Regions from separate parts of the Sus scrofa genome. Here region 1 is linked to region 2. Evidence: chromatin contacts called from public Hi-C data. All regions are on one chromosome and are shown on one strand. Each heading gives the region's core, a stretch centred on a gene start, on an enhancer-like site or on the middle of the called end of the contact. The rest is flanking DNA. Distances are from core to core; before and after follow the strand shown.

Region 1 (2,700 bases), core at 157-2,656, 240 kb after region 2:
TCAGACTGTTATATTTAGCTAGGATAATTTCCTTAAGAGTTTATCTAAAAGTGGTATTTCAATAATTCAACCTCTGGCTTCTGCAATAAATATTCCCAAACTCCCTTTCACCCCCTAATTTGGTGACACGTCCCAAACCTTCATCTCCTTCAAACCTAATTTTCAATGTCTAGCAACTTCTTCAACACTTTTCACCGACAGCTTCAACTTGGAGGAAAGAAGAAAAAAAAAATCTTACTTCTATTCTTCAATATGGCTGCTGGCTGTAACTGAGCATGCAGTGCCCACAATGAAACGCCAAAACGCATTAGACGGGGGAATACCGTCAGGGTTTAGCTAGATGTTCCAGGGATAAAATCTTCCCTATTTGGAATCTTCATTTTGGACAGATTTGTTTTATCTAATGTGGGATGGGCACTTTTCTCCCAAACTGCTGGCAAATCACTGTAAGGCATTTCATGCAAAAAGACACGTTCCACATTTCTTCTTTCCCACTTTACCAGGTTGTTCGCAACTTGTATTCAACCCTCCCTACTTGAAACAATACTTGGGCTCCGTTTTCTTTTTAACAAATTCCACCATGCCTTTTTTTTTTTTTTTCGGATGGGGATTCTGGATATGACCGCAGGACTGGGGCGGCTGTGTAACAAATCAACAGACCTTTCAGAAGAGCCAAGAGTTACACTCGAGAAACTAACTCGGCAGGGGCGAGGGCCAGAGAGGGCTAATGGAGGCCTCGATTAGGCGAGGACCAGGTCGAGGTTCCTCAGAGGGACCCCAAGCTTTGGATAGGGGCGGGGCACGGAGATCACTAGCCCGGTCCTCAGAAGCCTCCAATGCGGTAGGACCTCAGGTTCCCGGCTTGGGCCGTACTGTCCCATCCTCCACCCACCGCAGCCCTCGACTCCCCCTTCCACCCGCCCCACCCTCGCCTTCCCCACCCCTCCACCACTCCAGTGACAGCTCAGGCGCTTGGCTCCTGCATCCAAGTCGCAACCCCGCGCATCTCAATAAGCACCTCCGTGATTGGCCCCTCAGCCTCCGAGCGAAACCAACACTGGCACTGACAGTGGGCCGCAGTCACGCCGATCAACCCTAAGACCCGCCTCCCGGCTTCCTTTGGTGGTACCCGGTCCCCGGAACGCCCTGAAATGAAGCCCTTTCCTCCGCGCCTTGGTCATCCTGGGCCTGCCAGCCAGATCCGCGCCTCTCTAGTTTCCCTGAGGAAGGCGCTGGCGAGACCCAACCTTTTTCACTTCAAAGCGCTTCTTGCCCGCGCCGCTGTTGGTGCCGCTCGGGGTATCCACATCCATCGCTGCCGCCATTTTGGAAACACACGATCTGTCGTCTCGTTACTGCGCCTGCGCGCCAGCGCACGTCTCACTCCCCCTCCCGTCCGGACACCTCCTCCCGCACCCCACCCCTCACTGGCGCGCGAGGGGCAAGTGGGGGCGGAGCGTGTGGCCACGCCTCTTAAAGGCGCTGGTGCTGGTTCCCCCCGCCCCCCACTCTACCCCGCGTCGGCTGGGAGGAGGCGGTTGCCGGAGCTGCTGGGGCGGGGCCGGGCGGGGCCGGGCCGACGCGAGAGAGCCGGGTGGAAATGTTCGAAAGGACTCGCTCTCATCGCCCTTCCTCGGGAAGCCCCCGGCCTCACTCCCTCCGCAGGGGCGGCGGCTGTTTCCTCCGCCTCGGCCGCGACCTGCAGCCCGCGCACAGCCTATCCTTCCCCGCCGCCGCGCAGCTCCAGTGCCCGCGGGTCCTCGTCGCGTTCTTCCGGGGAAAGGGCGAGGGTGGGCGTCCCGCCTCCTGCTGCGGAAACCCAAGACCTCACTCTTAGTGGTCTTTCTCAGATCCTGACCCACTTCTGAGCCCGGCCTGAGGTCCTAGCCTCCTTGGGCCATAGCACCTTTCCAGCCAAAGCACCTGTGCTTTCTATCACCTTCCCATTTGTAGACCACCTCTCCACTTTTTTTTCATCTCTAATCTTGCAGAGGTATGACTGCTAGATCACTCTTAAATCTTGTATTGGCTTATTTGAAATCTCGTATCTTCTCTTAAAAGAAAGCTGAAGAGTAATGGATGGTCTTGACTCCACTGTTAAACCAGAAGTAGGGTTTGTTTCCTTGTCTTAATTTTAAACAGGAAAACAAATCTGTGAAAACGCCGCAGCTTTAACCGGAGTAGAGAGAGAAGACTTGTGAGAGACCTTAAAGTTTTAGTAGGAACACTACCAAGTTTTTCTAAGACCAAGTTTTGTTAAATGAATGATTCCATATCAAGAGTTCTGTCATCTAATTTATTGTGTTCCCGCAGGAATACTAGAAACCCATAGTAAATTAAGGTATCGAGGGCATATTTATCCTTCATTCAACACTTTCACTGAATGTAACTATATATATAATATGTATTCATTAACTATGTATTATATATATATAAATATATATGAAATAGGACCTGGGGTCCTATGTATGTATATAGGTCTCATAATGTATATATACCCCAGGTACTATTATAGATGGGAGAGACTGATGAAGGAGTGAAACTTCTGGTAGGGAAGTAACACACAAGTCAACAAATAAATGCTTCAAAAAATCTCAGTAAAGGAATTCCCATTGTGGTTCAGTGGAAGCAAATCTGACCAGCATCCATTAGGACACAGGTTCAATCCCTGGCCTCGCTCAGTGGGTTAAGGATCCGGTG
Region 2 (2,700 bases), core at 60-2,559:
TTAGTTTCTCCATCAGTACCAAGGATATAATAACAACACCTTCTATAGAGGACTGCTGTGAACACTGCTAAGATGCCTCAAGTCTAGCTGTTTCCAGCAGTTACTGAAAGTTCAAAACTGAGTTATAACTTTTATTCTCCACTTTATGGTTATTCTCCTTGACCCTTGTATTGTTTTTGAGCTCTTCCACTTTATATTTAAAACTACAGGAGTTCCCCTCCTGGCGCAGCGGAAACCAATCCGACCAGGAACCATGAGGTTGTGGGTTCGATCCCTGGCCTCCCTCAGAGGGTTAAGGATCTGGCGTTGTGGTGAGTTGTGGTGTAGGCCCCAGATTCAGCTCGGATTTGGCGTTGCTGTGGCTGTGGCTGTGGCATAGGCTGGCGGCTGTAGCTCCGATTCAACCCCTAGCCTGGAAACGGCCATATGTCGTGGGTTCAGCCCTCAAAAGCAACAAACAAACAAAAACAAAACAAAAACAAACCTACATATGCAAATATGCTAGAAAGGTCACCAAATTCAAATGTAAGGTGACCAGGAGCCAAATGATTACTGGATGAGTGGGTTACAGGTTGTGGTACAGTGGAAAAGATAAGACAGGTCGAGTTTTGGAACTTGGCAGACTTAGTGACTATCTACACTTTACAGCCCTGTGACTCTCCTGGGAAGGCTCATCACCTCTCTAAGCCTCAGCCACTCGAACCATGCAAACCAGACAATAACATAGGACTGCTGAGTATCGGAGAGATAATGCACGTGAACGCTCCAGGCACGGACTGTTTATTAAACTTTAATAAACGGACTGTTCATGAAACTTTAATCTTCCTTTACTTCCCATCGGAATGTGACAGGCCTCCCTCACGATCACGAAAGACCACCGCCACGAGACAAGGAGGAGGAAGACGATGCTGGAGCGCTCAGATCCTGAACCCCACTCCCCTTCCCCTAGGCCAGAGGGGCTGCTCCTCCCTCAACTCCTCGGCTCCAGCGGCGCGCGAGCAAAAAGCACGGCCAATCGCCTCCGGCCCGCTCAGCCTCACTACCTGTGTATCCATCCTCCCGCCCTCCACCCTCCAGGCGTCGCTCAAAGGCCTGAGGAAGGGTCCACCGAGTGAGGCTCCCGGGGTTCCCTTCCCCAGGCACGAGACGTCCGCTCCCTCTCACCTCGACGCCCCGGGGCTTCTCCATGAGACCTAACACCCTTTCTTCGACCGTCACCAGGTGCAGGAAGCCATATTGGCCTGGCCGCTCTTCCCGAGCGCACTCATTGGCCGCCTCTCAGAGCCTCGGGCCAATCAGGCTGCGGGAAAGAGGAAAAGCCGGTTCCGCGCTAGCCCCCGGCCCGCCTCTCTTGGAGGTGGGGAAGCAGCGGGCGCTTGTGGGACTTGTAGTTCCCTAGTGGGTGCGTGCTGAAGCGGGCGTTGCCACAACGAAGGGGAAAGCCCCCCGCCTTAGCCCTGCTGCGGCTTGCGGGGACTGTTACCCTTTATCCACGTAGAGCTGTTTACATCATTCTGACCCCATTCTTCATTAAACATCATTGACTACCTAAGATACGCACTGTTCAGGAGCTGGGAATAATTTCGCACTCTCCCTGATTAGAAATTTAGGGTGCTTAGAGTTCCTGTTGTAGCTCAGCTGGTTAGGAACCCAACTAGCATCAGTGACGATGCAGGTTCTATCCCTGGCCTGGCTCAGTGGTTTAAGGATCCTGCGTCGCTGTGAGCTGTGGTGTAGGTCACAGACGTGGCTTGGATCTGGGATGGCTTGGCCCAGCAGCTATAGCTCCGATTTGACCCCTAGCCTGGGAACTTCCATATGCCCCACCTGGGGCCCTGAAAAGAAAAAAGAAAAGAAGGAAGGAAAGAAAAAGAAAGAGAGAAAGAGAAAGAAAGGAGTTAAGTATACAGCAGTTATTTCTGCTGGGCTCTGGTTGCTGCTGTAGTGCTTGTCTGATCTCTGGCCCAGGAACTTCTTCATGCCACCGGTGAGGCCAAAAACAGAGAGAGAGAGAGAGAGAAGCAGCAAGGAGACAAGTTAGAAGGCACTTGTACTGATCCAGGGGAAGGATGATGGTGGCTTGAATCAGGCCAGACTTAGAAGGCTGGCAAAAAAGTAGAAGAATTTGAGAAATATATTGGAGGCAGTAATTAATTGTTTGGAGTAGGTTTGGAAGAGGGAGGAATCCAGAGTGACTCTGGGTAAAGGTGCCTGTCTACTCTGGATAGGTAGACAGTGGGACCATATTCTGTAGTGGTTAGAAACTGTACAAGGAATGAATGAGTTTGGAGTTAAGAATTCTTGGAGTTCCCTTTGTGCCTCAGTGGTTAACGAATCTGACTAGGAACCTTGAGGCTGTGGGTTCGATCCGTGGCCTCACTCAGTGGGTTAAGGATCTGGTGTTGCCGTGAGCTGTGGTGTAGGTCAAAGACACAGCTCAGATCTGGCATTGCTGTGGCTGTGGCGTAGGCCTGCGGCTACAGTTCTGATGAGACCCCTAGCCTGGGAACCTCCATAGGCTGTGGGTGTGGCCCTAAAAAGACAAAAAACCAAAAAAAAAAAAGAAAAGAAAAGAATTCTGCTTGACTTAGCTCCCTAGCAAGCTAAGGATCTGGTGTTGTCACAGCTGTGGCTCAGGTCACTGCTGTGGCGTGGCTTTGATCCCTAGCTCAGGAACTTTCACATGCCATGAGCATGATG

The links. A called contact is a pair of places that touch in the nucleus more often than the background predicts.
Region 1: a contact with region 2 is called in a Hi-C map of liver, with 3 times the contacts expected there. The contact joins the promoter of RBX1 here to the promoter of L3MBTL2 in region 2. A contact is called at or near these places in 1 of 47 Hi-C or Micro-C datasets (liver) and 1 of 2 datasets of contacts at active chromatin or transcription factors (alveolar macrophages).

The regions. Positions count from the first base shown.
Region 1 is chr5:7,513,982-7,516,681 of Sscrofa11.1, forward strand. It overlaps RBX1 (E3 ubiquitin-protein ligase RBX1), which reads right to left and starts at 1,407. Exons shown (of 5, transcript XM_021091464.1): 1 at 1,248-1,407. The coding sequence starts at 1,325.
Region 2 is chr5:7,276,324-7,279,023 of Sscrofa11.1, forward strand. It overlaps L3MBTL2 (lethal(3)malignant brain tumor-like protein 2), which reads right to left and starts at 1,310. Exons shown (of 17, transcript XM_021091462.1): 1 at 1,165-1,310. The coding sequence starts at 1,188.